Regions from separate parts of the Mus musculus genome. Here regions 2, 3, 4 and 5 are each linked to region 1. A link is a contact called in public HiChIP or PLAC-seq data. All regions are on one chromosome and are shown on one strand. Each heading gives the region's core, a stretch centred on a gene start, on an enhancer-like site or on the middle of the called end of the contact. The rest is flanking DNA. Distances are from core to core; before and after follow the strand shown. Region 1 has its middle 21 kb from the start of Gm39286. Region 2 holds the start of Rbm34 (RNA binding motif protein 34). Region 3 overlaps Gm31718 (a long non-coding RNA gene). Region 4 overlaps Gm31718 (a long non-coding RNA gene). Region 5 holds the start of A630001O12Rik (RIKEN cDNA A630001O12 gene).

The links. HiChIP or PLAC-seq counts read pairs in DNA pulled down with a chosen protein or histone mark.
Region 2: a contact with region 1 is called in an H3K4me3 HiChIP or PLAC-seq map of bone marrow-derived macrophages, with 9 times the contacts expected there. The contact joins the promoter of Rbm34 here to the enhancer-like site in region 1. A contact is called at or near these places in 12 of 39 promoter capture datasets (the 3T3-L1 cell line, the C10 cell line, HPC-7-derived erythroid cells and 7 more), 1 of 484 Hi-C or Micro-C datasets (the G1E-ER4 cell line), 6 of 115 datasets of contacts at active chromatin or transcription factors (bone marrow-derived macrophages, embryonic limb bud, embryonic stem cells and 2 more) and 4 of 9 other capture datasets (adipose tissue, embryonic stem cells, liver and 1 more).
Region 3: a contact with region 1 is called in a BATF HiChIP or PLAC-seq map of CD8 T cells, with 6 read pairs. The contact joins two enhancer-like sites. A contact is called at or near these places in 12 of 484 Hi-C or Micro-C datasets (the G1E-ER4 cell line, bone marrow-derived macrophages, centroblasts and 3 more), 17 of 115 datasets of contacts at active chromatin or transcription factors (the 230-238 cell line, CD4 T cells, CD8 T cells and 11 more) and 1 of 9 other capture datasets (embryonic stem cells).
Region 4: a contact with region 1 is called in an H3K4me3 HiChIP or PLAC-seq map of bone marrow-derived macrophages, with 7 times the contacts expected there. The contact joins two enhancer-like sites. A contact is called at or near these places in 1 of 15 datasets of contacts at CTCF or cohesin (pro-B cells), 6 of 484 Hi-C or Micro-C datasets (the G1E-ER4 cell line, bone marrow-derived macrophages and embryonic stem cells) and 19 of 115 datasets of contacts at active chromatin or transcription factors (the 230-238 cell line, CD8 T cells, the HPC-7 cell line and 10 more).
Region 5: a FOXA1 HiChIP or PLAC-seq map of pancreatic cancer cells shows a contact between it and region 1. The contact joins the promoter of A630001O12Rik here to the enhancer-like site in region 1. A contact is called at or near these places in 1 of 15 datasets of contacts at CTCF or cohesin (pro-B cells), 7 of 484 Hi-C or Micro-C datasets (bone marrow-derived macrophages, cardiomyocytes, embryonic fibroblasts and 2 more), 19 of 115 datasets of contacts at active chromatin or transcription factors (the 230-238 cell line, CD8 T cells, the HPC-7 cell line and 13 more) and 1 of 9 other capture datasets (bone marrow-derived macrophages).

The regions. Positions count from the first base shown.
Region 1 is chr8:126,548,296-126,554,136 of GRCm38.p6, forward strand. No RefSeq gene overlaps it. Among named protein-coding and RNA genes, the nearest start is that of Gm39286, 21 kb to the right of the region's middle. Within about 2 kb of position 2,921, at least 122 of the 459 cell types and tissues checked have an H3K27ac peak or open chromatin away from gene starts, as enhancers often do. A contact at or near this core is called in CD8 T cells, the HPC-7 cell line, the NIH/3T3 cell line and 11 more, where this site is marked.
Region 2 is chr8:126,968,257-126,974,097 of GRCm38.p6, forward strand. Rbm34 (RNA binding motif protein 34) reads right to left here and starts at 2,793. Exons shown (of 11, transcript NM_172762.3): 1 at 2,734-2,793; 2 at 2,482-2,653; 3 at 1,727-1,872. The coding sequence starts at 2,783.
Region 3 is chr8:126,892,828-126,898,668 of GRCm38.p6, forward strand. The region is part of intron 1 of Gm31718 (a long non-coding RNA gene); the gene reads right to left. Among named protein-coding and RNA genes, the nearest start is that of Gm31718, 13 kb to the right of the region's middle. Within about 2 kb of position 2,489, at least 67 of the 459 cell types and tissues checked have an H3K27ac peak or open chromatin away from gene starts, as enhancers often do. A contact at or near this core is called in CD8 T cells and fibro-adipogenic progenitors, where this site is marked.
Region 4 is chr8:126,869,014-126,874,854 of GRCm38.p6, forward strand. The region is part of intron 1 of Gm31718 (a long non-coding RNA gene); the gene reads right to left. Among named protein-coding and RNA genes, the nearest start is that of A630001O12Rik, 23 kb to the left of the region's middle. Within about 2 kb of position 3,753, at least 42 of the 459 cell types and tissues checked have an H3K27ac peak or open chromatin away from gene starts, as enhancers often do. A contact at or near this core is called in acute myeloid leukemia, bone marrow-derived macrophages and fibro-adipogenic progenitors, where this site is marked.
Region 5 is chr8:126,845,800-126,851,640 of GRCm38.p6, forward strand. A630001O12Rik (RIKEN cDNA A630001O12 gene) reads left to right here and starts at 3,221. Exons shown (of 2, transcript NR_151740.1): 1 at 3,221-3,431; 2 at 3,562-5,841. All of the region lies in intron 1 of Gm31718 (a long non-coding RNA gene), which reads right to left.

The DNA of each region.
Region 1 (5,841 bases), core at 1,671-4,170:
AAATGGGGCAAGGCCTAGCTGGAAACTGGCTTCCTGGTGTGTCCTGAACCAAGCGGCTGGTGGTCTGAGCTTGCGCTGGTTTAATAGGGACATTGTACCTGGATCTGGGAACATGGCTCAGTCAATGAGGTGCTTGCCTAAGTCCCTTATCATGTTTGTGCACATACCACACACACACACACACACACACACACACACACACACACACACACACCTCATACATACATACACACCACATACCCCACACATACACACACACACCACACAGATACACCATACTATACACACAAACACATACATACACAAACACACACAAGCAAACACACATTCATACACACCACATATCACACATATACCACACACACATACATACATATACACCACACCACATACACAAAAATGCACACAGAAAAAAACACACACACCACACAAACACACACACACATACGTACACACAAACACATACTCACAAACCACACACACACACACACACACACACATATATATGTATGTATACACACACACAAAAGCACGCACACACCCACACATTGGAACCTTAGTTAGGAGGAAGTCTGCCTCTCATATTTTCATAACAGTGTAAGCTTGTCCCTGATTGCTGCCTGCTGGAGGGGACAGGCATCTTGCTGGACTCGCATGCTCTATAGTCTTGACTTTGGTGCCTAGCCTGGGGCAAACTGACCACAGCTAAGCTGCTGCCCCACACTTTGGCCTGACATGAACCAAAGCCAGTCTCATGAGCTTGTTTCCTGATGTTACTGCTCAAAGAAAGAACAAGAGGATGACAGAAAAGAAGCTGTGTTATCTTGAGGCCTTGTGACCCTGCTTGAGGTCTGCTGGAGCTTCACATTTTCGGAGACAGCTCAGCTCCCCTCCTGGACTGCTTCAGGGAACTGCATGCTTGAAAGCTCCCTTTGGGGTTCAGAGAAATAGAAGTCAAAGGTGCATCACACCCCAGCTGTCGGCCCCATTTAGAAAGTCCCAGTCCCGTTTAAATATGTATTTATAAAGTTTTTTTGAGACAGTGCCTTGAGTTTCCCAGGCTGGTCTTAAACTTTTGAGTCTCCTGCCTCAGCTTCCTGAGTCTTGGGGATCGTAGGTCTGTGCTACCTGGCCCAGCTCATAATTAGTAGATGTATGAAAGATACCAGATTATATCTTTAAAATCCTAAATTGAGCTAAAGAATATATAAATGCATTGATAATTTCCCAATGATTAATACTGAATTCCCTCTGTATGGAGACTCTTGTGCACTGTTTAAAAGCATTCACCTGGGCTGGTGAGATGGCTCAGTGGCTAAGAACACCCGACTGCTTTTCCAAAGGTCTGGAGTTCAAATCCCAGCAACCACATGGTGGCTCACAACCATCTGTAACAAGATCTAACGCCCTCTTCTGGAGTGTCTGAAGACAGCTACAGTGTACTTACATATAATAAATAAATCTTAAAAAAAAAAAAAAAGCATTCACCTGTCAGAAAAAAAAAAAAAAAAGCCCTTAGCCAATGAGCTGTGGCCGGAAATGGGAGGTGGGAGTTCCAGGAGAGAGGAGGGTAGAGAATTATGGGACAGAGTCAGAGGCAAGAGATTCATTCTCTTAGACAGAGAGGAAGACAATGAACCTGCAGAGTAGTAGGTAACCAGTAGAAGAACATAGAATAAACTGGATTATTGAGATATGAGCTGGTCATGGGGCAGAGCCGAGGCTATGGCTAATCATTTATTAATAAATAATTAGTCTCAGAGTTGTTATTTCTGGGAACAAAGCAGTCAGGAGGCAAAGCCCAGCATAACAAATGGCACCCCACACTGGTCACTATGTGTAACTCAGAGCTTCCTCCCCTCCGCCACCACCACCTTGCTCCCCATAATAATGACTCTGGGACTTCTTTTACATGAATAAATTCCTAGGCCAATATAACCCTGGCTCTGTTTCCTATGTGTGTGTGTGTTCACACTTGCATAGAAACCAGAGACTGATGCTGTGCATCTCTTCACAGCTTTCCACCTTCTTCTTCTTCTTCTTCTTCTTCTTCTTCTTCTTCTTCTTCTTCTTCTTCTTCTTCTTCTTCTTCTTCTTCTTTGTCCTCCTCCTCCTCCTCCTCCTCCTCCTCCTCCTCTTCTTCCTCTTCTTCTTCCTCTTCTTCTTCTTCTTCTTCTTATTATTATTATTATTATTACAACTATTGTTATTGACATTATTATTATATATTTTGGGGATAGGGTCTCTCACTGAATCTGGAGCTCATAATTCAGCTGGACAGGCTGGTCAGTTAGCCCCAATGATCTCCTATTTCCATCTTCCCAGAGCTGGGCTTATAGGACGTACTGCCTCATGGGGTCCTAAATATATCACCTCAGTCCTTATGCTAGCACTTTACCAACTTAACTGTCCTCCCAGCCCCTAAAAAGAGCTGTCTTGTCCTCCCAACTCCAGATCAGGAAAGTAGGGCTCAAAAATCCAGCCCCTAAAACCTTCACTGTCTCCATGACAATGGGTTGAGCAGGGACCACCCAGCCGCTATGTGGTCAGAGTCTTAATGTGCAACGCAGACTCTCAACAGCAGCAAGTCAAACTCCGTGGACACAAATGTTCCACTTTAACCATGTTGAGGCCCTGCAACGACCCCATTCAAGGTCTAGTAGGTAAAAATAGATCTGTAGTTCTGCCCTCTTTCCTTGAGGGCTGAGGTGAGGGAAGGGATGGGGCTGAAAATGAATAAAACAGTTTCAATCCTCTGAGGATTGTGCAAGGTGTAAGGGTGAGTGTGGCATGTTCCGGCTAGGCTGGCAGAACTCCCGCTCTGACTCAGAAACAGAGAATTCACTCTAGTTTCCTTCTCTGGCTGCCTCGTTGATCAGCCACAGGGCAGGATGCATGCTGAGGCATTGAAATTTGGGTGACATGTCACACTGGGGGAAAGGCGGCCACTCATATGCTGAGTCATGGCTCTGGTACAGGCACTGAATGACACACACTCCAAAAAAAAAAAAAAAAAGACACAGAGCTGTCTGCCAGATTGGGGCTGGAGCCACGGGAGAACTGGGTGTCCGGGTGACTTGACACTCCCTGGAGATTTGGAAATCTCTCCGTGTGCAAAAGGAGAATGGAGACCTAACCTCAGACCCAGTCGTAATAAGAATCAACCCTGATTTGATTGATTACACCTGTAACCCCAGCACTAGGAAGGTGGAGGCAGGAGGATCGGAAATTCAAGTTATTTCCCAGTGTGAGGCTAGCCTGAGCTACGTGAGATCTTGTCTCAGTGAAATAAAAGAAAAATATAGCAATAAGTGTAAAGCGTTCCTGAGGCTAGCGGGATGACTCTGCTGTGTAAACTCGAGGGCTAGAGTTCAACCTCTGGAACGCACAGTTCAAGGAGAGCTGACCTCCACAGGCACACATCGTAAATGCATACACATATGCTAATAAATCACTTAAAAAACAGGTTAGTAAACTGTAAAAACATCAGCAGAGACCTTGGCGGAATCCCGGGACTATATGCTTCTGATTTCTCCTTCAGCAGTTGCCCTTGATGATGTCTGTAAGTTATTCCTTGAAAAAAGATGAGCTGTCAATCACCAGGCTGGTGACCCGCGCCCTTGGGCATGTGAAAAGTCAAGTGGAGATGACACAGTCACCCTATCACCCTGCTTATTCTATTGACACATTGGCAAAGTCCCCTCAACACCGCCTTCCTCCCAGGCTAACTGGTCGACCCCAGCAACAAGGTATCACCCTTTGTTGTCCAGTGAAATAGGACCAGTGATTGGCACTTTTGCAATAACAGAACAGAGGGGCCCTTGATCAGTGTCCATGTCTCCAGCACCAGTGTCCTGCCTCACCTTTCAGCTCCCAGAGCTTGGCTGCCTTAAGCTCTGTGGAGTTAGGGAGAATCTGGGGATGGGCAGTGAGAGTTATTGACCTGCTTCATGATCTATACACTGATGGAAGCAATGCCAGGCACAGCAAGCTCCTGTAACTGTAGTGCTGTGCTTATAATTTTATCCCAAGGTGGCCTTCACACTAACTTACTCATGTATGCTACAGGAATCTTTTATAAGTGAGGATTCCGGATATGGTGTGGTGTGTGTGTGTGTGTGTGTGTGTGTGTGTGTGTGTTCATGAACTGGGTGTGAACGTGAGTTCACCTGTGAGTGTGTGTTCATGCCTGTAAGTGAGCAGACCAGAGGACTGGTGCTGGCTTTTGTTCCTCCTCAAGTACTACTTACCAGACATTTTTGTTGTTGTTGTTTTGGTTTTGTGATTTTTTTTTTTCCCCACACTGTATTCCCGGCAGGTCCAGAACTCACTATGTAGACCAGGCTTGCCGTGAATTCACAGAGATCTGCTTGCCTCTGCTTCCCTAGTGTTAGGGTTAAGGGTGTGTGCCACCATGCCTAGCCACCATTGCATTTTGAGACAGTGTCTTTCACTAGAACCCAGGTCTCCCCAATAGTCTGGCAGCCCAGGAAGTCCCAAGGATCGGTCCGTTTCTGTTTCCCAGTGCTGGAATTACATGTGCACCTTGCTACAACCAAGTTTTTCACGTGGTTCTGAGAATCGAATCCATGATCTCAAGCTCACAAGGCAAACATTTACTGACTGAGCCTCTTCCCCAGTCATGTTTTGTGGTTCTCTGGCAGAATTGCCCTTTGCCTTCTACTGGGTTTGTGAATTAAAGGGCCCTAGCCCATACTCATCTGACCCTTTGCAATGGTTGAAGAGAACAGTCCATTAGAACTCCTCCTGGGTGAAGGCACTTCCCCCATGGAGTTGCTTAGCAGGGTCTTCTACCCTTTGCAATGGTTGAAGAGAACAGTCCATTAGAACTCCTCCTGGGTGACAGGCACTTCCCCCACGGAGTTGCTTAGCAGGGTCTTCTAGGACTGTGTTCCCATCAAGCACATGGGGCCTCTCTGCAGTGGAGGAGGGTGGGATCTGCAGGTGAATAGAGACAAAAACTAGAAAGAAGCCGTGGAAGGTGGGGATAGGTGTGTGTGTGTGTGTGTGTGTGTGTGTGTGTGTGTGTGATATTTGGCTCTTGGGAATCCTAGTCCCAGTACAAAGGTCCGATTAGATTCTTTGTTTCCACTTTGACTAAGTGGCCATCCCAGTACTTCCAGAGATGAGGACACACACACACACACACACACACAATCCTGAAATGAAGTTATACCACTTGGGTTCGAAGTTCTTTCCCCAAGAGCCATAAACCATCTAAGGAAAAACACAGTGTGACTCTCTTTTGCATGGGAAACCCTTTGCCGCAGAGGTGAGATGACATTGGTTAAAACACAGAGCAACGGCTCACAGCTGTGAAGCCCAGATGCATACATTTCTTGAACCCAAGGCTCAAAAAGTATCTCAGAGGAGGAGACAGAAAGATTTTAAGATGCAGAGAAGGACCTACCGGGAAGTCTGCTGTGAGATCCTGTCTCCTAGAAAAAGACAGTCAAGTTCCATTTGCAACATTGTAACAATCTGGCTGCTGAGACCTGGGCAGTAATAACATCAATAGACATGCTAATATGGAAGGGGAAGTCTCACTGGGTTCTGTCCCTAAACAAAGAACTACAGGCAGCTAATGATCCGTTGTGGAGAAAATTAATCTTCCCCAGGGATGAGTCCTTTAATCGGTTATACAATACCCAGTGGTCAGCCCTGAAATCATGTACATACAAGCAATAGTAAATGGACTCAGCAGGTTGCATTTATATATTTATGCATATATTGCAAAAATAATTATTAGACAAAAGGAGGCCTTGTACTGGAGGAATAAGGGGGCATGGAGAAAGAGAACACAGTGGGGTTGGAAGGAGG
Region 2 (5,841 bases), core at 1,543-4,042, 420 kb after region 1:
AAACCCCTGGTGGTGGTCTTAACAATAGACTAGCTTTACACCTGGCTCCCTTCTGAGTGGCAGTGGCCTAGTTCCCGCCTTCTTTTGATGTATACATTCCTTTTGTATTGCGTCACAGTAACTTGGTGGATTGTATCTTGTCTGGTTCCTTGCTATTCTGCTGTATAAAAAGTTTGATGCTCGACCTGACAATACATTCAGATTCTACACAACCTCCTGTCTGCGTCTGTCTGTCATTCGCCAACTCCTTGCCCATCTGCACCCAGAGACCCATCCACGAAGACAAAGGGACCCAGAGGGTCTGCGGCAATAGAGAAATACAGTTAGACTGTCTTTTCATTAAAAAAGAAAGAAAAAAAAAGACGACAGCTTCAGGACTTAGCAGCTGAGTAGCTGTGTGTGAAGAGGTGAGAGCACAGGGTAACCCCTGCAGCACTGGCTTAGGCACTTATCTAGACGTGAAGTACCATTAACACAGGAGGGTTTCAGTTTGAAGCATTTTATTTTGCTTTTTGGGTTTTGATTTAAGGAAGGTGGCATGCAACCTAGGCTGGCTTCAAACTCACTATATATGGTGTAGGATAACTCTGAGTGTCCGATCCAAGAACCACCACCTTCCAAGTGCTGGGAGACTGCAAGTATATGTTACCATGCACGGTTTAGACAAGGAACACTCCACCAAGTGAGGCACACCTCTAGCCTCAAGGAGCACTATCTTAAGGTAAACAAGAAATGTACAGGTGCAGATACAGGCAATCAAAAAGACGGAACAGGTCTAATGCTCAGGGCCGACACACAGCAGTGCCCATGAAGAACTGCTGCGAGGTGACTGACAAGAACTCCAAGAAGAAGCCGTTTCCTAATTGCAAGCTCAGGAAAGGTGTTCATCTTAATTCAGAGACAAAACAGAGAAGGGAACAGAAAGCTTGGAATGTAAAGCTTCGAGAAAGCAGTCACCGAGTGGAAGCAGCGCACAGTCCTCAGAGGGTGTGAGGGTGGTGGGGAACTAGTGTAGTGGCTCAGCAGGCAAAGGCACCTGTCCTGCAGCCAGACAGCGAATGGACTCCTAGGAGCTGGTCCTTCCACAGGCCACCTTGACAGGAATGCACTGACACACATGCAGACAACAAACGTAATAACTACTGAAGGTTTTACTGAAAGAGGAGAGTGTAAAAATGGGAAAAGAAAATAGGCTTGAAGCAGCGAGAAGGAATTGAGAGCCAAGGGTTTGTGGAAGCTGAAGTACAGCTTAGGTTGCAGAGTGAGTTTAAGGTCCACCTGGGATGCAAGAAGTCTCCAAGAAAGAATGAGGAACACTCAATAGAAAAGTAGTGTATCTGTTTGGATACTAACTCAAATATTATGTAAAAGGAATTTTAAGTTAGTAAGGGAAATTTGGTTCCTATGAAAACCAAATTCACATTTGACAGACACACTAACTCAGAAATCCCAACTCAGAAAACAGAGAAGGGGTTAAAGTCCTAACAAGGCTGGCTCAGAATCAAGAAGCAGTGATGGACACAAAGACCTAAAAAGCTGATCTACCAGTATCTGTTCGCTTAGGATAAATGGCTTTCTTGTATCTTTTAACCCTGTATGAGACTTTGTATAATGTATTTTTTAAATTTCAGAATATGCAGTGAAAAAAATTAAGATGAACATTAAAAAAAAAAAAAAAAAAACTGCCTGAGGTATTTAATATAGCAAAAAGGAGATTTCTACCAACCTGTTTGCCAGTCTTTTGTCTGCATCAGAGAGTTTCTTCACTTTCACTTTTCTCGAAGGCTCTTGCAAAACTGGCTTTTTAGTTTGGGACACACTCTCTTCTTCATCATCATCATCATCATCAAGTTTTCTTTTTTTAGATGTTTCCTTTCAAAAGTTTGAAGTCATATTTAAAACCTCAAACTTTAAAAAAAAAAAAAATCCTGACCCTAAAGCTGTGTGTTGTGGCTTATATCTGTAATTCCAGTATTCAGGAATAGAGGCAGGAGGAACTGTGCCAGGCCAGCCAGAGCTACATAGCAAAGTCCCTCCGTCTCCAAGTCCCTGAGCAGTACTCCGATGTGCCTTTCTACATGGATACTTCTTCACGGGTTACGGAGAGAAGCAGAATATTCTTGCAGCACCAGCCATTCAGTGGAAAGGTGAGGCAGGAATATAGAATCTGGGTTACCGTGTATTCTAAGCGTGCGCAACTAGTGTGATCCTGTCTCAAAATAAAAAAGTCAAGTCGGACATGGTGGGAGCGACTCTGTAATCTCAGAACTCAAGGCTGGAGAAGGATCAGGAGTTTAGTTCATCCTCGGATACATAACTGAAATTTGAGGCTTACACGGTCTACAGGTGACCCTGCCAATCAAATAGGCTGAGGGTGAAGCGCTAGCCCTGCTCAAAGGACCAGACAGTCACTGCTGTCAGGAGAGTGACCCTCTACATCTCTCTCTACCGGGATACTCAGGGTGCAGCCCGGCGACTCACCTGGGGCACAGGCACAAATACAGGAGGAGCCGATGGCTCCGCGGTGCTGAAGAGAGCGGCCAGCCGCCCCGTCCCGCCTCCAGGAGGCCGCGGGCCGCCCCGCAAGCTGTCGGCGACCTGTCCCACCAGGTAGTCGCTGGCCGCACAGCTCACGCCGTCTCCAGAGCTCTGTCTGCAAACACAAGAGCACTCTTCAGCCACGCCGCGCCACTCACCGCCAACCCATCCACACCAACGCCCGCCGCCACTCACCTCCGCTCCGAGCCCTTCCTTCTCTTGCGTTCCTCCCCTCCCAGAGCCATGCTGAAAACTGAGCTTCCGGGATGGAAGTCCTAGGTCCGCGCTTCTGGGATCCGACTAGTCATGCGTTCCCTCTGGTTCCGGGTTCCGGCAGCCTCCGGGTTCCGACTACTTCCGTTCTAAGGCTGAGCTCTTCCGCTCAGGACCACACCCCCTCTCCCCATTCAGCCCGTGGCTGCGCAGGAGCCGCGCTATGCTTAATACTAATGGTTTTGCAGTCCGCAGGCGTCTCAGGGAAACCTAGGCTGAGGGAGTGCAGCAAGTCTCACGAGTAGCTGAGGCCTCGTGTTAGTACGAGGGTCAGCTAAAACCTGACATAGTGGCTTAGGTCTTTAATCCCAGAATTTGGGGCTCGAAGTAGCCGGATTACCTCGATTTCCAGGACCGGCTAAAACCACATGGCTCCAGCATAGCTACCTCGTCTCAAATAAAACAAGCCCCCCCGCCCCCCAGGCTTAGGGAAGGCTGTCGGCCACAGCTCATTAAGGAAGGAGGTTTCCAAGAGAAATGGGGCTACAGGGATGTGTCTTAGCAGTCGGGGAAGGGTACACCTTTCCCGAAGTTTGACGTTTCAAAGTCGGCAGAAAACAAGTATTTGGGATCACAGTTTAACTGGTCACATCCTTGTACTATTCCGTCTTCAAAGCCGCCCTGTCATTTATTTTTATATTTATTTATTATTATACATAAGTACATTGTAGCTGTCTTCAGACACACCAGAAGAGGGTGTCAGATCTCATTATGGATGGATGTGAGCCACCATGTGGTTCCTGGGATTTGAACTCAAGACCTTCTGAGGAAGAGCAGTCAGTGCTCTTATCCACTGAGCCATCTCACCAGCCCCCTCCCCACCTCCCGTCATTCTTTAAGTAAATTCATACTTAGATTTTTTTTTAATAGTGGCTTATATTTGTAATCCCTGTTCTCTAGGGCCTAGGTAGAGCTTGGCCATGATTTTGAGGCTATTCTGGGATATGCGGTCGTAGCCTCTTTTGCCTGCAGGAAGTCCAGCATGTTGGGATCTCCCCAGTTACCAAGATAGAGAGACACCCAAGTGAGCTTGCAGGCCAGATTTAAAGCACATTAGGGAATGCTGGGGTAGGTGACCTCTATGTTAATATGTTGGGTCTATCTCTAGGGATACTGACATTCCATTACTGGGATGTGGGGGCTGGAAACTTGCTGGGGAGGTCTGGGAACTGTTACTGAGGAACTCTGGAAACTGCTGCTGACCCATTGTGCTTGCTTCAGGCCAGGTGGCTGGGACATTCCATTACCTGGGCATGAAAGCTGGAGCCTGGGCTTTTTCCTGTTAGTAATTGACTTGTCTGGACTTGCCCAGTTTTTAGGCCTGGTCTCCTAAACTCCTATTTGAAGTCTGTCACGGAGTCAGCCTAGGCTTCTCATTCCTCCCTTTCAGTAATGGGCCAACTCTAACCCTTGAGAGGTTTCCGAGGCCCCTGCACTAGCAGCTCCAGCCAGCCCTATGTTAAGGAAGAGAACCTAGTAACACAGCAGAAATGGCCACATTTAACTTGATTGATTGGAGGTGCTAGCTGGTTGAAGACATAAAAATCCTCAGTCGTATTTACAACCAGGCCATAAATGCATGGAGTGAGTCTCCAGGTATAAGCCCTCCAATCATTCTCTGGGGGCAGCCTGTATCCTGCATCAGTAGGGGTTACAGTATGGTTGCAGAGGTGGAAATAGACACTTCAATGAAGTGAAGATTACCTAAGACTTGAGACCAAAGAAGTGTTGCAAAACTAGCTATGCAAACCACCACCACCCTCGTCATCATCCCTGTAAACATTATGTGTCCTCCCATAGGTCTTGCCTCAGCAAAACACCTTGTGAGTCTGTCTTAGCAAAACTCTACAGGAGTCTGAATCAGCTGACATGCCCAGAAACTTTTTTTTTTGGCGGGAGGGGGTTGAGACAGGGTTTCTCTGTGTAGCCCTGGCTGTCCTGGAACTCACTCTGTAGACCAGGCTGGCCTTGGGAAAATGGAGTTACCTGTAAAGCTGACAAGGACCACAACAGTTTTTTGTTTTTTATTTTTTGTTTTGTTTTTTTAAGGGGAGGAGAGGGTAAGGGAAGGGAAGGAAAAGGCAAAAGGAGAGGAGAAAGAAGAGGGAAAGGTGTAAGAGTTTTCACAACAAAGAGATGGGAGGGAATGCCACAATCACAGCACACAGCAGACCTCTCTGGTGGGGTGGGGGCAAAAAAGTTGCCTCTGAGCTGGGATGTGAGAAAGAGAGAGAGAGAGAGAGAGAGAGAGAGAGAGAGAGAATGAATGAATCAGGCCACAATAGTGTGGGCTTTATAGCAAACTACAGAACATGCACGCATGCTCATAGTGGTGGAACCCTGTTGCTTTAGTGACACGTGTCACCTCAGCCCTTAGTGGCAGGTATTGCATTGGCTTTAATGTTGGCTTCAGAGTCACGTTGGCTTTAGTGAAATGTGTCACCTGGGCCTTTAATGATGACTACTGAAGGTAGAGTGGGGGATGGGAAGCACTGTTTCTGGAATGGGGATGGGTTTTCGTTCACTAAAGGAGGAGAAAAGGAAGGGGGGAAGGGGTGAGGATGGAAGGAGGAAAAAGAGAAGAAAGGGTGGGAGGGGATATGTCCAAGAGCACAAGAACAGTTTTCTCCTGTGAGTGTATGTGTGCATCTGTGTGTGTGTGTGTGTGTGTGTGTGTGTGTGTGTGTGTCTGTGGTTTTGTAAAGCCCAACCAACTCCATTTTTGAGAAGAACCTCCTGACCAGGGCCTAAACTCCAGTTCCAGGAGGAAAACCACAAAGTCCACTTGAGCAAACATCCTATGGCAATTCCCCCAACCCCAGCTACAGCCAGTCAGGCTACGACAGCAGGGTCAAGGTACACATAGATAACCTAAGACATCCTGAAGAGAATAGATAACCTAGCTATCCTGTTTGTCAGGTGGTTTTGCCCCCATTTTCAGTTCCTACGAATTACGTCAGAAATGCAGATTTTAAAATATTAACTTGCTGACCCGTATGGAAATTTCCCAAGCTCGCTGTAACCACAATA
Region 3 (5,841 bases), core at 1,239-3,738, 340 kb after region 1:
TTAAGGGGCTATAGTCCATCACAGAGCGGGAGGCTGCCACCCATAGTGGCAGAAGCTCCCCAAAATCTCAATACATCTTCAACAACCAGGAAGCCATGGGAGAGGCTGGAGCCAGAAGCCGAGCCAGGCAATAAACAGAACCCTCAGAGAGCATCTGTCTGCATCCTACTTCCTCCAGCTGAGCATCATCTCAGAAGTTTCCTCAATCTTATAGCTCTATGAGGCAGAAAAGCTCAATATCACATATGGCAAAGTGACCAACCTAGGTCATTACAGAAAGGAAGTAATACATTGGGATGTGTGTACAAGGTGTGTGTATGTGTGTATGTGACAGAGTCCCACCCTATAGCCCAGCATAGCCTCAAACTCATTTAACTGGCCTTGAACTCACAGCAAACCTCCTGCCTCAGTGTCTCAGGTATTACAGTTTTAGAAAAAACCCACCACACTCAGCCTTGTTCTTTGGGGAAGATGGAAAGTAAGTGTGTGTGTGTGTTCATTGTTTTTGTAAGGGTACCAGTGTGGAAGCCAGAGACTGGATCAGGTGTCTTCCTTAGTCAATCATTCTCCATCTTTTGTTTTGAGACAGCATCTGGCACTGACCCTGGAGCTCACTAAGCTGGCTGTCCAGCAAGCCTCAGAGATCTTCCTGTCTCTTCCTCCCTAGCAGTCGTATTATAGGCATGCACTGCCACTCAGTGCTGGTGTTACAGGCATGCACTACCATGCTGTCTTTCTGCATGTTCTCTGAGGGAATCTAAACCTGTGTTCTCACACTTTTGCAGCAAGCACTTTGCCCTCTGGACCGTCTACCCAGCACCATAACCTTCTCACTCTAACTTAATCCAAGTCACAGAAGGCCAATTGAGGAGGTGATAGTTAGGCTCAAGGTGAAATAATTATAATTCTGCAATGACTTTTAGTTATAGCTGTGTACATGGTAGTGATATTTAAAAATTCCTTTTAAAAATTAGAAATAGATGGTATTTAAATAAGAACGTGCCTTTAAGACCCAAGTGTTAAGAAAACAATGATCACTCTTGGCAGTATTCTTTCCTTTCCTTGGGGATCCTAAAATGAGGTGCCACTCAAGCAACAGTACTCTAATGTCCCAGTAGACACCTCAGAGACTATAAGCATGAATATAAGTTGCAGCTCTCAAGGTACCTGTAAGTCTGTAAGCAGATGGACAGTGTGTTCGGGGTTGAACACAAGCACACAGGAGTAGAAAAAGACAATAAGGTTAATCTTGAAGGACTTACTAAGAAGGAAACTGCAGAATCCCATGGGAAAGAAACAGCAGTTAGAAAGATATAGGCACACAGAGCTGTGTAGCTTGCCAACATGGCCTTCAAGTTGCTGGGTTGTGGGACCCTGGGAAGGTGGAGCTGGACACATGGATTTGCTCCATGATGAGTGTGTGTGTGTGTATGTGTGTGTGTGTGTGTGTGTGTGTGTGTGAATTTATCCTGATGGCATTTGGTCAAGTGCTGATGTATTTTCTCAATCAATAGCTTAAGTTTCACCCCAAACACTTAGGGTAGTGAACCTGGACAAGCACTGCCGTCTTCCCTCCTTAAAGTGCCAGCTCCCCATGTTCAACGATGATAATAAGGTCTACTCTGGGGACCACTAAAGAGCCTAGGACAGACAACTTTTTCCTTTTTCTAAAGGAGTGTGTGTGTGTTCATGTATATGGGTTATTTGCCTACACACACACACACACACACACACACACACACAATTATGTGTATGTCTGATGCCCTTGGAAGCCAGAGGAGCATTTAGTCCCCTAGAACTTGAGTTAAAGACAGTTGTGAGCTGCCATGTGGGTACTTAGCATCAAACTCGGGTCCTCTGGGAGAGCAGCAATTGCTCTTCATTGCTAAGCCATCTCTGCAGCTCTCAGAAAACATTTTCTGAAAAGATAGTAAAGATTTTAGATTTGACAGGCCACACTGTTTCTCTAGTTCCTACTCAACTCTCAGTACAACACAAAAGCAGCCATTGACAACCCACAAACAAGCTCTAGAAAAACTTTAAATATAAAGACAGCTGGCTTCAGGCCAGCTATGGCAGGTGGGTAAGAGTATACCTATCTCTGTTTCAGATAAAAAGAAAAGCTGCCCTCCCCTGTTCCTGCTTTTAGCACCTTCTTCCTCTGCACACAGACACATCCCTTCTTCTCACTCCATTGAAAGCTCTCTGGTAATATCAGAGCTTCCCCTTCATCTGAGCTCCAGAGGACTAAGAAGAATACAGAGAATTTGCCAGGCAGAGTGAAAACACCCTTGCTCGAGAGCCAAGTATTTTAGCAATCAATCAGCCAGTCAGAGAGATGTCTCCGTGAGCACATGGTGATGCTGTCCTAGAGCACATGGGAGATGGCTCCTCACCAAGAGCGTGTGGGTGAGTGAGAAACCCCCCTCTTCCCTGCTGCCTGGGTCCCAGTCTCAGCTGTGTGTAATCCTTGAGAGTCACATTTTCCATTTGCCAATCTGAGTGATGAGGAAATTCTGCTAAGTGGCAGCATCTGTGTGTGCACCAGCAGCAAGCATCTGAGCCAGGAATTCTAGGAGATCTCTGGAAGGAAGCTGTGCACGTGAGGACGAGCCTCGAGTCAGCCTAGCTGTAGAGGAGGGGTAACCCACATGGCGATAGGAAGTGGGTGAGATGGGACAGGAAGGGAGACCCTGAAACAGAAATGGAGGAGACAGTTGTGTGAAGACTTTTGGTATTTTTGCTATTGTTACGAGAAAGGGATGATCCGGCCTGTGGTGAGATCAAAAGAGGTAAAAGGTCAGAGTTGGCAGGGGCTGAACCTGGAGCTCTGAATCAGTGGGCTGGCTGTTGCCACTGGTTGATTCCACCAGACAAAGTAGCAGTGATTTCGACTGAGGACCCTGGCATGGCTGATAGAACTGGTATCATCAAGTCTCAAGGGCTTAGCTGGTTGTTCTTGAAAATGCCAGATGGACTAGAGAGAGATGGATCAGTGGCTAAGAGGGCTTGCTGCTTTTCCAAGGACAAAGTTTGATTTCTATGCACTGGGAGGCTCACAGCCACCTGTTATGCCACCTCCATAAGTTCCAAAGACCTCTTCTGGGCTCTTCTGGAAATTCACAAACATGACATACATGTGAAAACTACACACACAAACACACACTCACCCACACATGGTGCACACATACACACATACAGATAGACACACACGGCATATACACATGTACACAAAAACACTCACACACATACGGCATATATACATACTCACATTCATACATATGGAATACACATACATTCATACACGTGGCATATGTCTGTGGCATATGTCCACGGCATACATACATTCAAACACATGGCACACACACGTTCACACACACACGTGCATGCACACACACAAAGATAAATCTTTTTAAAAGAATGTCAGGAACTAATCCAGACACATGTTGCCTGTAATCACAACACTCAACATTTGACATGCTGGACCAAGAGGATCTCCAGTTGAAGACCAGCCTGCCTACATGGCAAGAGCGTATACATTCATCATGTTGATGTGATAAGAGGCAACACTTGGAAGATGTGCCACACTTGGAAGAGGCAACTTAAGGGAAGATTTTACTTTGGCTCACAGGTTCAGGGCGTACGGTCTATGATTGTCAGGAAGGCATGTGGTGGGGGAAGCTCCATCTGTGGCGGTGGCAGCTTGTGCCATGGTTTGTTCACATCTTAGAGGATCGAGAAGCAGACAGACCCACCTGGAACCAGAGGTGGAAATCACCTTGGAGGCCTGCCTCCAATGATGACACTTGTACTAGTTAAATCACAACACCAAAGGTTTCACAATAACTCAGACTATCACCACCAGCTGGGGACCAATACCTAACACATGAGCTTTTGGGGTCACCACATTCATGCACAAAATACACAAAATGAGGCTGAAACTAGAAATTATAAAGTTATGTTTGAAGGCCCCTGATTTGTTTTGGCTAGATAAAACCTTTTAAAACATTTTGAGATTATAATTATATCTCTCCCTTCCCTTTCTTCCCTCCAATCCTTCCCATACACCCTCCCCCACTCTCCTTTGAATTCATGCTCCCTTTTTTATTAACTGTCATTACATGCAGCTATGTGTATTATATACATACATATTTCTAAACATAACCTGTCTAATCTGTATCATGTTGCCTGTAGGTATGTTTTTCAGGGCTGACTGTTGGACACTGGACAACCAATCTATGGCTTCTTCCCTGTGAAGACCTCTCCATTCCAGCTCTCCTTGGTTGACTTTAGTTCTTTGTGTAGGGTTGAGACCCCAAGAGCTTTTCCCCAACCAGCCTGTCACATTCACTAGTGTCCTCCTCGTTCAGCTCATGTCTATGCAGTCATGTTGATGAGACTCTATGGGTGTAGATGCTGACATTCCTGGAGACACAGTCCCACCGCAAACTCCCTGATCCTCTGGCTCTTACAGACTTTGTGACCCGTCTTCTGCAATGTTCCCTGAACCTTAGGTGCAGGAGTTGCTTTGTAGATGTATCTACTTGGACTGGTGGGTTCCCCTGATCTGCATTTTGATTGGCTATAGACTTTATAATTAAAATTGTGCCAGTCAAAAAAACAAAAAAACAAACAAACAAACCATAGCTGGCCAAATTCTATCTAGTGTTGTCAGAGCTGCCAATTTCAGGAAAGGTTTCTGAGCTGCTGGGCAAAGCCCACTCCAGGGTCCTACTCTGCTGATGAAGCCTCCTACAGTATTTGGTCTGTTTCAACTTCTCCTGCAAATATGGCTGCCAGTCAAATAGAGTGTTCAGCCAAGATTTGAACTTCAGCCAATAAATACTTTCTCAATATAAATGTATTAAATAATTTTATTAAGTAAATGTATTCTCATGATCACACATGATTTTACCCTTACCCTCCAAAAATTGTTTAGTTTTGTGTGATATTCAAATTTACCTAAGCACCTTGCATTTTTAGTATTATTACTGTTACTGGGGAGAGTGCATGCCGTAGCACACATGTGGAGACAGGAAGACAAGTTTGTGGTGTTGAATCTCTCCATTCACCATTATGTGGGTTCCAGAGATCCATCTCTAGTCACCAGACTTGCACAGCAACACTTTCTTCACTGAGGGAATCCAGCTCTTAGACACCTCACAGCTTCATCTTGCTTTTTATTGCTTGGATCCAGTGTTCCTCTATAGCCCCACCACCCACCAGGCTCCTCTGAAGGCATCAGCAACACAGGCTTATTCCCTGACAGAGAAATAAAGAAGGCAGCTCACATCTCCGAACACCCACCAGACATGTTCAACCTTTTGACATTACAACATGATGTTTTCATCTACAAAGCTAAATTCAAGAACAACCCAAGCAGGTTGGGCAGACATCTCAGGTTAAATAAAGTTCTTCCCATGCAAGGGTGAAGACTTGAATTCAGGTCCCCCATAGCCCGCACAAAAGCCGGGTGCCATGGTGTGCGTCCAGTAATCCCAGCATGCTTATAGCAAGATGGGAACTGGAAATGGGAGACTTTCCAGAGGTTCATGAGCTAGCTAGCCTAGATATGCAGTGGCAAACAAGAAATTCTGTCTCAATCAAAGTGGACGGCAAGGACTAACATCCTAGGTTTTCCTCCAGCCTCCACACACATGCACATAGCATGTACGTGCACATACACATCATATCATATCGACCTACCTTGAATGCATTCCTGTAATTTCCTCAGAGACTGATCAACACTGTCCTTGATGTCTAAGGATGGAGCCATTCTACAACTGGCTCAGCCCCTTCCAGGTTGTGCTTTGTGTCTCTGAGCTCCTGAATGGACAGGGG
Region 4 (5,841 bases), core at 2,503-5,002, 320 kb after region 1:
ATGGGGAACAAGCCAATAAGTTACACGCCCCCATGGCCTCTGCATCAGCTCCTGTCTCCAGGTTCCTTCCCTGTTTAACTTCCTATTCTGACTTCCTTCAGTGATGGATGGGATGTGGAAACAAGCCAACTAAACCATTTCCTCCCTAACTTGCTTTTGGTCATGGTGCTTCATCATAGCCTCTGCCTTCTGGTTTCAGATCCTTAGACAGGCTGAATATTGACCCTGGCCACTCTGCTTCAAAGACCTCCTTCTAAGACCACACTAAGGATCAAGTGGAACGCACCATGCAGAAAACACAAGAGCTAGTTCCCTTCTGTGGAAGCAACAACAAATCACTCCTTTTTGGTGAAGGAGTTAAAGGCTCCTTTCTGGACCTCTCTGAATTGGAGCCAGACTGCGAGTGGCTAAAACAGATAAAATTTAATAGAGGTAACATCTCCAGCACCTGCCTGTAATCTCAACATTCACTCAGACAGGGGGATTGCATAAATGAGACCAGCGTAGGTTACACAGTGAGACCCTGGAAAAGAATACATAAGGAGTCACATGTTAGTTAATAGCATGTGATTTTGAGCCTGATATCTTCTGCTTGTGCCCTCCTGGAATGCTGCCCTGGGCCACTAGAAGGAAGCTGGACAGGAAACTGGTTGGACTGTGGAGAAGTGGGTGCCCTCAACCTTCCTGCCAACACCACTTTCCAACACAAATAGATCTGTCACCCAAAATCTCCACCTCAACACAGCCCCAAGTGAACACAGAGAGAACAAGATGGTAGCTAGAGTCTGAGCCTGAGACCCACAGGAAAAAGCCTCTTCCAGGCTAGGGTGCTGCTCAGTCCTCCCTAGCACTGCAGATAGATAGATAGATAGATAGATAGATAGATAGATAGATAGATAGATAGATATTTAGAGAGGTAGAGAGATAGATAATAGATAGAGAGATAGAGAAAGAGAGAGAGACAGAGAGATAGAGATATAGATGATAGTGATAGTGAGACAGAGAGACAGAAATAGAGTGAGACAGAGACAGATAGAGAGACAGACAAACAGATAGATGATAGATGGATGGATGGATGGATGGATGGATGGATGGATGGATAGATGATAGAAAATAGAAAGATGATAGATAGATGATAGAAGATTAATTGATTGATTGAGTGAGTGATAGGCAGATAGACATATAGATAGATGATGATGGATTGATAGGTAGGTAGGTAGATGATAGATAGATAGATAGATAGATAGATAGATAGATAGATAGATGATAGAAGATTAATTGATTGATTGAGTGAGTGATAGGCAGATAGACAGATAGATAGATGATGATAGATTGATAGGTAGGTAGGTAGATGATAGATAGATAGATAGATAGATAGATAGATAGATAGATAGATAGTGATGGAGAGATAGTGAGATATTCACTCCCTTTAAGCAATTGAGCTTCCCCCTAGCCGCACACACCGAGTAGTTCAGCTATTTAAAACTAAGCTTGAATGAGAATGGCTGGGGCAAGCTGGGAGAGCAGCAGTCCATCAATGAAAGAAGCAGTGTGTCCCAGCCTGGACTGCTCCCTCTCCTCTCCCTGTTCCACCTTTGTAGTCGTCGCAAATCCTGCCCTTTACCAGGGCTGCAGCACACTCTCCACAGTGTCTCTCTCTAACCATCTTCTCTGCTCTTTCTCTAACCCACTGCCTTTCCCCTTGACAGAGCCGGAAGGATTTGTTTTCAGATACTTCCCGAAGTTTACTCTCTGACTCGCATTCGCAAAGTAAGGAATTAGAATATAAGATATAAAAGCCAAGAGAGAAAAAAGAAACAGGAAAAGTCGGGGTGCAGAAGACCACAGGGGATGAGGTGTTCCAAGAAGGTCCTGGGGACAGCAGCTGTGAGTGCGTAGGTGGTAGAGCCTCTCCTGGAGTACCCCAGGAGCATGTGGAGGCCCATAAGCTGAGACATGATAAGCAAGGGGGCACATAGATTAAAATGAACTATGAGGGACATCGAGGGTAGGGAGAAATGTGGCAGAAACACAGAGCCCTTTATAAACCTATGTGAGGAAATGTGTGTTGCCTAGGACTATAGAGCCATTGAGATTTATGAGCAGCATCACAGGGTCTGATGCAAGTCTTTTAAAGTACCATGTTAGCTAACATGTTGAATATAGACTGGAGAATATTCTGGGATGGCACCTATAGCAATATATATCATCTCCAATAAGGAAATAAAGAATATATGTCATGGGGAATAGCAAAAAAAAAAAAACTTCATAGATACCCACTCCATAAATAGCAGGCAGGGGCAGATAAGAGGGCTGTAGAGGTGTTTGGCATCAAACCCTTATGACCTGAGTTCAATCCCCAGCAACCACATGGTGAAAGGAGAGAACCAATTCCCCCAAATAATTCTCTGACCTCCACATACAACATGGCAGGCGCACTTGCACATCCAAACAAAGGAATAAATGTAAATAATTAAAAGAAAGGTCTCTTACATTTTAAACCTTTAAACATGAGGTCAGGCAAGGTGGTGCACACTTGTAGTCTCAGCACTTGCCAATCAGAAGCAGAAGAATGCCAAGTCTAAACACAGCCTGACTACCTAACAAGGCACGACTTCACAACTCCAAGGGCTGGTCAGCGCTTGGGAGACAGAGGCAGGTGGATCTATGAGACCTCAAGGCCAGCCTGGTCTGCAGAACTAGTTCCAGGACAGCCAGGGCTATATAGTATAACCCTGTCTTAAAACAGACAGAAACAAACAGATCTAAGGGCGGGCTGGGGAGCTCCGGGTGTAGTTCAGTGGTGGCAAGTTTGGTTTTCCTGAGTGAGACTCCGATGAGGGGCAAGGGAGAGATCATAAATGGTCGTTAGGAAAACTCAGAAGCCGATGTAGAGAATTCAAGACAGTATTAAGAGTAAAAGGATGAAGCCATCCAGAAATAAGGACTGGGTTTTAAAAACAGAGCAAATCCAGAAGATCCAGACTTAAGATCAGCAGCGAGGATAAATGGGAACGCAACACCGCAAATGGCAGGAAGTAAGAGAACTGAAGGGGATCGGGGAGAAAGGGCCAAAAACAAATGATGGGCAGATGGGAGCCAAGAGTCCCCCCTCCCCCGAAACTGAAAACTGAAGCAAAGAGCAGAACAAAGTTAAAATCAAGCCACTCAGGAAAACCTTTCTGGAGAAATGTCACAAATGTACGAAAGTGCAGGCAGAAAGTAAAAATAAACACGCTGGAATGGTTTCTGGTAAAAATTTTTAGATTTCAGAGGAAAGTACGAAGCCGCCTGCATATGCAACGATGTTTGTAGGACAGATCTGGGCTAGAAATTTATAATTAGAAAAGATCCGGGGAGGCAGAAACAGGTGGATCCCTGGGAGACGGGCCAGCCCAGACTGGCCTACTTGATGGGTTCTGGGACAGTGAGAGACCCTATCTCAAAACACAAGGTGGATGGCTGAAAACTGACACATGAGGTTGACCTCTAACCTCCACATACGCCCCCAAACATATGTACATGTACATGCATATACACACACACACACATGAAGAATTCAGACGGGACATAGCAAGGAGGGCTGATATCTGTCACATATCTGGGCCTCAGCCGGGAAGTCTCAAAAGCTGGGGTAACTCCATAGCTGAGGTTTGGAGTCAACTAGATGCCTGACCTCTCAGGCATCTGGAGCCAGGACTCAGCTGACTCAGAGACCCAGCCTGCTGACCAGAGGCCTCACGTGTCTTCTCCATGTGGCTCAGCTTCCTCCCAGCACGGCCACCACACAGTGGTCAAACTTCCCTAGTGACAGAGACCAGAAGCATAGGACACAAAACTCAAAACAGAAGCCATATAGCCTCATGAGGCCCCCTGTTTCAGATATCACATAATGTCACAGTCCCCTTACTTACTGGTCAAAGTCATCTCCCATGCATGAGAAGGAGGGACAGAGACCTCATCTATTAGTGAGAGAAGAAGCAGAGCTTTGAGGGTATGTCCTGTAAATCACCAGGGACATATTCCCAGGGTTGTGGTGTTCTTGCATGTCCTGCCTGATACAGTATTGCTTACCTCCTTCATGGCACACTGCTGGTCTGTGAATGTCATGCACTCACAGCCTCCCGCTTCCCTGTAGGGGTCTCGGGGTTCTCAGTTGCTGGGGTGGACATGGAGTCTTTAGTGGGTATGATAATGGCTACTCTCTATTGCCAAATTGATGGGAGTTTTGAATTGCTTCTGAGTGTGCCTTTGAGGGCATTTCCAGAGAGGCTTCACTCAGAAGGGAAGACCCACCCTGAATGAGGGGTGGTCACCATCCCATGGGACAGGACCCCAGATGAATAAAAACAGGAAGGAGACGGAAAGCTGAGCCACAGTATTCTCTCTCTGACTCCAGACTGTGGGTGCCGAGTGAAGAGCTCCCTTCGTCACACTGTGTCCTGCCCACCACGAAGAACTGCACCTTCAAAATAGCCCTGCCAGTTGGTCTTGTCAGGTGTTTTGCCACAGCAACGGGAAAAGTAGCCAAGACAGTTTCTAAACCTGTCAGCGACCCTTCTACCGTGATGGATGGCCCACCCCTGTCTTGCAGCCTGGTTCCTGTTAAATCCCCATAGCTCTTGTCAGGACTCTTAAAAGGAACAAATGTATATTTCTGAATATTGAAAAACACAAAGGCACAAATGTTGAGTTATTAAACAAGTTCACAGTAGCTTCCTCCTCACAATGCTGCTTGATTGAAAATAATTGGGCAAAGAAAATGAATTCCAGACCAAACTGAGTAGTTGTTTTCCTATACAGAAAGAAATTTTTCTCCTCCCACCATCAAAACCCCTAAAAATGCCACTAAGACCGTTAACTAATACCCACTTGGGACAGGAATCATATGACTTTAATCTACAGACTCACACCTTTGGCCTGAGCTGGCTAGACACAGAGGGTGACAAGCTCCTAAGGACTGATAGTCCAACTCTAGAGGTTCTACGGGTCACTGACAACAAGAATTTCTCTTGGATCAACCCTGAGACTGGGCATGAAATTATACGAGAGAGAGAGAGAGAGAGAGAGAGAGAGAGAGAGAGAGAGAAGAAAAGAAAGAAAAAGAAACATAGAGGCAAACCCACATCCCAGAGGGAGGCCAAACCAAGCTAATCAAAGCAAAAGAAAGTCCAGACCCAAACCCAGATCCCACCCACAGGCTCAAATGTGATTCTGGCTGTCTGAAAGCAGTTCTCAGACAGAACCTCAGGCGATGAATCAGTTTCCTCAGACACTGAGGGGGGATAAAGCCACTGCTGCGGAGCCGGAGTGCTGGTCGAGGAGAAGCTGTGAGAATCCAGCAGAGTGGGGTGGGAGTAGGGGGTGGTGCACACAGTGAGAAAAGCCACGGTGAATCCCCAGTCTAGACAGTGAGCCCAGAATGCCCAGGGAAAAGAAGCAAAGGATAAGAATGAAAAGAACAGGTTCAGAGGAGCCAGCTGGATGCACCTCCAAAATGTGGGTGGGGGGAGGGTGGGACACGCAAGACAGCTGTGCAGTCAAAGTTGCTTAAAGTCACAGAGAAGGGGCTGGGGAGGTGGGTGGGCATCCAAAGTGCTGTCCTTGCAAGCATGGGGACTTGAGTTAGACACCCAAGAACACACATAAACAAAAGCCCTGGGTGGTAGCATATCCTGGTTATACCAGCACTGGGGAGGTAGGGGCAGAAGAGTCTGTACAGCTGTCTGCACAACCTAGCCTGATCATTCCCAGGCTCTAAGGATAAATACTACCTTAAAAAAATCCCACACCCAAAAAGGAGAGGAAATGAGGAAGTATTCGTAGGATCCAGTGAGTGGG
Region 5 (5,841 bases), core at 1,971-4,470, 300 kb after region 1:
AAGCTAGTGTCGTAGAAGAAGCGGCTGAGGAGATAACATCATGACTGAGGGGTGTGATGAAACTGTCTGGGGTCCAGGGTTGTAGAGAGTGCAGTCAGGATACCCGTAGTCTTAAGTTGTGTTCGCAGAGATGGCCCTGAGATGACGTGAGTTCAGGTTCCCATACAGAGACTGGAGTCAAACAGGAAAGGGCAAACTCATGGCCCAAGGAGTTGTCTGGTTATGGCCTTTCCGTGCACACTGTGCCAGACGCAGCACGGTGCAGCCTTCCAGGGAACATAACACTCGGCCACTCCAAGGGCCGTGCATATCGTCTGTGCACATGTACCTGTGTGTATGCAAGCTAAGGAGCTTGAGGGGAGAAGACGGCAAAGCTTCCAACTGTGTTAAAGAGTTCCCATCTTATTCCAGAGCTTCTGTGGGGTGCCTTCTGTGGAGAGCCCTGGGTTTCATTTCCCACCCATCCCCTAGTTTCTGCTTCCTGTCGGGGGTAGAGTGAGAAGCAGCTAACAAAGAAGGGGCTCCAGAGGAGAGATCAGAAAAGGGAAGGCAGGTTCCTGTTCCTCTTTCCTTGTGCTCCTTTGCTTTTGTCTCCGAATGCTCTGCAACACCTGACACCTGGTATGTGATGAACAACCCGTTGAGATATGGTGCCTTGAACTCCTCTCTCTCTCTCTCTCTCTCTCTCTCTCTCTCTCTCTCTCTCTCTCTCTCTAAGTATTGATTGTATCTGTGTGTGTGTGTGTGTGTGTGTGTGTGTGTGTATGGATATGTTTTCGGTTAGTGTGGTGTGGTGTGGTGTGGTGTGGTGTGGTGTGGTGTGGGTAGGTCTGTGTATGTGTGTATATGTGTGGTGTGTGTATGATGTGTCTGTCTATGTCTGTACTATATGTGTGTGTATGAATGTATGTGTATGAGTGTGTGTATGGATGTGTTTGTAGTTAATGTGGTGTGGTGTGGTGTGTATGTGTGTGTGTGTGTTTGCATGTGTGTGGTATGTGCATGTGTCTATCTGTATATATTTGTATCTGTATGTGTGTGTGTGAAGTGTGTATATACTTGTGTGTATATATTTGTGTATGTGTGTGTGTATGTGTGTATATGTGTGTGAGAGTGGTTGGTATGGTGTGGGTGTGTCTCTGTGTGTACATATGTGTGATGTGTGCATGTGTATGTCTCTGTGTGTGTATGTGTGTGTGTGTGTATCTGTGTGTGTACATAAGTGTAGGTTCCCAAAAAAGTGTCAGACCCTCCAAAGCTGAAGTTACAGGCTACTGTGAGCAACCTGTCATTGGTGCTGAGAACTGAACTTGGATCCTCTGCAAGAGGCTTCATTGCCCTTAGCTGCCAAGCCATGTTTGCAACCCGACCTGCTCAGCCTCTTCTCACAAAGCAGCAGATGGATTTCGTGAGGTCTCCCTGCAACAAGCTTTTACCTCGATCTCCTTCTAAGACCCAGTGAGGCCACACCATGAGGTCAGAGCTCTCACCCTCACAAAAGGAAAGTAGGAAGACAAATTCTCAGTCAAGGGCAATCGAGACAAAAGGAGCGGCAGCAAGGAGAGAAATGACAGCTAGAGAAGGAGTCAATCAATGACAAGCTGGATGGGTCAGTCCTGAAAGGCTCAGAGCTGCCTCCAGGGCAGAGAGCTCAGCAAACAGCACACAGAAGCTGGGTATAGCAGTGCACACTTGTGATCTCAGCACTGAGCTGAAGGTCAGCCAGCCTTGGCTACTTAGTGTGTTTGAGGCCAGCCTGAGCTATGTGAGCTCTTGTTCACATACCCCAATAAAGACACACACACACACACACACACACCATGGCTTCCCTGCTGCTCAAAGCCACAGAGCAGAACCGAAATCTCCCACAAGCCTCATGGCAGGTACCCATGTAGGCCGAGCTGCCAGCCACAGGCCACACGCAGCTGCTGTGGTTGACAGCACAGCTCCATCCCTGGCATGTTGTCACCTCCTGAAACAAGAGTGAAAGTCACCGCATCCTCAGCTCCATCCTTGAAGCAGCCTCTGAACCACGCCCCCAAACTGTGGCCCCTCGTGCAGAAGGCCCATGAGGGAACAGAAAGTCTGATGCCTGTCAGTCACTCCAGCACCCAGGTGCAGCTCTTCAAGCTACAGATAACCGTGTGACATCACCCAGCTGTTATTATCAGCACTGTGAGTGTTTACTTCATCTTCAAAGAGAGTTCCAGACTGGTATCTAGTGACTAAGTGGAGGTCAGAGATCCTCTGACATCAGTCATGCCCAGAAGGGACAAGCCCAGTTGCCAGCTCTCGGTGACCATGTGCAAACTTTGAGCTCCTTCCTGCCCAGTGCCTCTCCCAGGCTCCATACATGCCCTGGCCATGAGGCTGTCCCTGATGGCTGCCAGTCACATAGACACGTGGGTGTCACCTTCTATTGTTTTCCAGAGCATTCTCTCTGGAGTCCAAACATTGCCACATTGCCACTGTTGACACCACCTCTTAGAGAGCCTGCCCTTTATGACCCAACACAAGACACAAAAGGCATCAGACTGGTATTTCCTTTACCCCATAGGGATTTTTTATGGGGTTTTTATTTGGTTTCGTTTTTGGTGTGCTTCTGAGAATTGTCCTTTTGTTCTTCCGTTTGGTTGCAAAGAGCACTCTCCAAGGAATTCTGCTCAAAAAAAAAAAAAAAAAAAAAAAATCACACAGCTTTTTACCTGAAGCTTGTATCTCCAGAAGGAGACCTTCACCCACCACCACATCCTCCCAGGAAATAACAGCTTAAAGGACAGATGAACCCGCCATGGGGCCCTACTCCTCGCTGCTAGGCTCTGGGTAAGGTGAGCAGGGGCAGAAAGGCTGCATCTTCATGCTGGGACTCAGGAAGAGCCTCATTGTCTGTCTTAGGCAAGGACCTGCTCATCACACAGCCCAGATGTGAGCAGTTATTAGATCAACACTCCCCATACCACCACCATGGAGGAACCACTGACATTTACCTGGCCCTAGCAAAGGCCACCAAGGCCATGTCTGGGACTTTGAACTTTCAGTCACTCCCTAGTGAGGCCGTGCGTAGTATCGAAAGCCACCATCTTTTACGTTGTCTACCGAGGTAGAGGAAGTTTCTCAAAGACAAGCGATTGGAATCAGAGTTCAGAGGAAGCTGGCGTGAGAGCAAGGGGAGCCCCTGGCCTGCCTATCGCTGTACCAGAAGCTCCAACTGCCTCAACTCACAGCATTCTTACTTGCAGCTACATAGCCCCACCAACATTGCTAGGCTGAGCAGGACCAACCGACCATCTGCCTGGTCATGCAATGTGCAAGAAAAAATAAGAAGAATGTGCTGGAAGGTCAGAGCGCTAACCATCTAAGGCGATGATGGGTAGGCGCCAAGGCCCAGGGACATAGAAGTGTTCTGTAAAGGAGTCCCAAGTCTCCATTGGGTGAGTAATCTCATCTCTGAGCACAAGGAATGCTCTTAGAACAGGTTGTACCTGACCCGCCACAGTCAGCTCTGCACTGTCCGTGGAAATTCCTGGTATGACCATCCTAACCATGTGTTCGTCTTCCTAGTACTGCATCACCAACCTAAGGATTGACTGAAGCCCAGGGAGATGACCTCACTACCCATCACCAGAAGAGACTCTCAAACCCAGCTGCCCCTTCAGAGCTGACTCCTGGCATAAGGATGCCCTGATCTGGGCACAGCCCCAGAAACCTATCCCTGGACTCTGTCCGTTGACCACAGGAAGAGCTCCAGTTGAGTCAAAGGGGAGTCTGGCTAGTGGTAGGGCTGCAGGATCCAGCTTAATCCCCTTACTCATCTAAAAGGTCACTGAAGGGGCAGCGGCCTTAAGGGGCAGATCATCAGTGTTGACTACAAGTTCAAAGAATCCACAGAAAGCCACACAGTGCCCCCTGGCTCCAACCTCAGAAATGGAGCCGACCCTGACTCAGAGAGGAAACAAAGGCTGACTCACTCACCCTCCACTTCCTCCTTTTGCCCAGCTCAGCCAAGACCAGCACTGGCTTCCAGCGACAGACAGGTGACCACTACTTGCAAACCTGCAAGGGGGAGCACAGGCTCACTCTGCCAAGGACCACCAGACCTCGATTTACTACTGCCCTCACCCTCTGTATCTTCCACACAGTGCATGGCTGGTAATGGCGCTGTCCTGTCTTGTCCTGCCTTGACCTTGGCTGTGTTATTCTTCACTTCCCTGTTCAGCGCACAGCCACACTTTCCAAACATCATGAATCATCAGTACAGAGCAACGGCCACTTAGTAAAGCAGGAAACCACTGCACGCCAGGCCTGGACAGAGCAGTTCCCTGCTCTGGCCTCTCCTGTCCCCTGATCACTGTGACACAAAGCCACAGTGGAGGTCCCAGGGACTATTGCACCACTGGGTATTCAACCCCTACACCATCAGCCCTTATACTGGGCAGGATCTTCCTAGCTGAGCCTTCCCTGCCTGAGCTGGCTAAAGTGAAGCTGGTATCTTCCAGTCTCAGAGGGAGGGAAAGAGGTCAGGTCATTCAAAACCCTGGCTGTTAGAAAGACTGTATCCGGTAGACAGCAGAGCCATCAAACAGACATGGGGCTTCCTCTTGCAGCCTTGCAGTTATGAACAAAGGTTGCCTCTGTCATCAAAGCCCCTGCAGACTAGACCCCCTCTGAATAACATGCAGCAAGTTCCCAAAGAATGGACACCAATGAAGCCCATACATCAATCAACAACAGGGACTGATGAAATGGCTTAGTGTTAACAAACTTGGGGATCCAAGTTCTAATCCCCAGAGCCCACATAAGAAGTAAGTGAAGCACAGCTCCCGGTTCTGGGGAGACACACTGGGAGAGTCTGTGCTTGCTGACATCTGCTCTCTCCAATCTGTGAGCTCAAGTGCAGTGAGAGACCCTGTCTCAAAAGGTAAGGTGGAGAGGTGACTGAAGACACCACCCATGTGGAGCCATGTCTTCCCTGTATGTATGCACACATAATCATGTTAAAAAATGAAGACAGCATGAACATGAAGTTTCTCTGACAGGTCATGTCTATCCAAGATGACCTCTTGTGCTCTCTGTCCCATGGTCTAGACTTTGATTATTTTTCTGAGTTCCATGGAGGAATCACACATGGCTACATTCTCTTAAGGAGCCTCCATTCGGTGACAGCTGGATGGATCAGGACAGATGACCAGGGTCAAGGGTAGAGACAGGCATGGCAGACCTTCCTCCTCAAATACCAAATATCCAATATAGTAATCAAATCCCAGATCGCAGACATTATGGAATTAACTAAATTAGCCGCTGCAGACCATGGTTCTGGATAGCCAAACAGATCCAAGTGTCTTAAAAATATATAAATCACAATGTTCTAGCCCTTCACATCCGGAAACACATTTTAGACCCTTGGAGATAATAGAAGTATCGCCTGAAAACAAAACAAAACAACCTGTTTCTAGAGCTGGAGAAAGAGTTCAGTGGCTAAGAGTACTGGCTGCTCATAGAAGACCCAAATCTGGTTCTCAAGACCTACAGAGAGGCTCACAAGCATCTACAACCCCGGTTCCACGGAGTCTTCTTCTCACCTCCACAGGTGCCCAGCATGCACATGGTGCACATACACATATGTAGACAAAAAACTCATACACATAAGCTAAAAATAAATTTTTTAAAAATCCTGATATCTCATCAGACATCTGGGAGAACCAAGGTCCAGATGACTTCCCGAAGGTCACACAAGGTAAAGCAGAGCCAAGAGAGCTCACAGCCTCTGGCTGGTAACTTAAGGTTGTTTTTATTTATCATAACTGTCATTGCAGTGGGTGAATAATCTAGGAGCCAAATCAG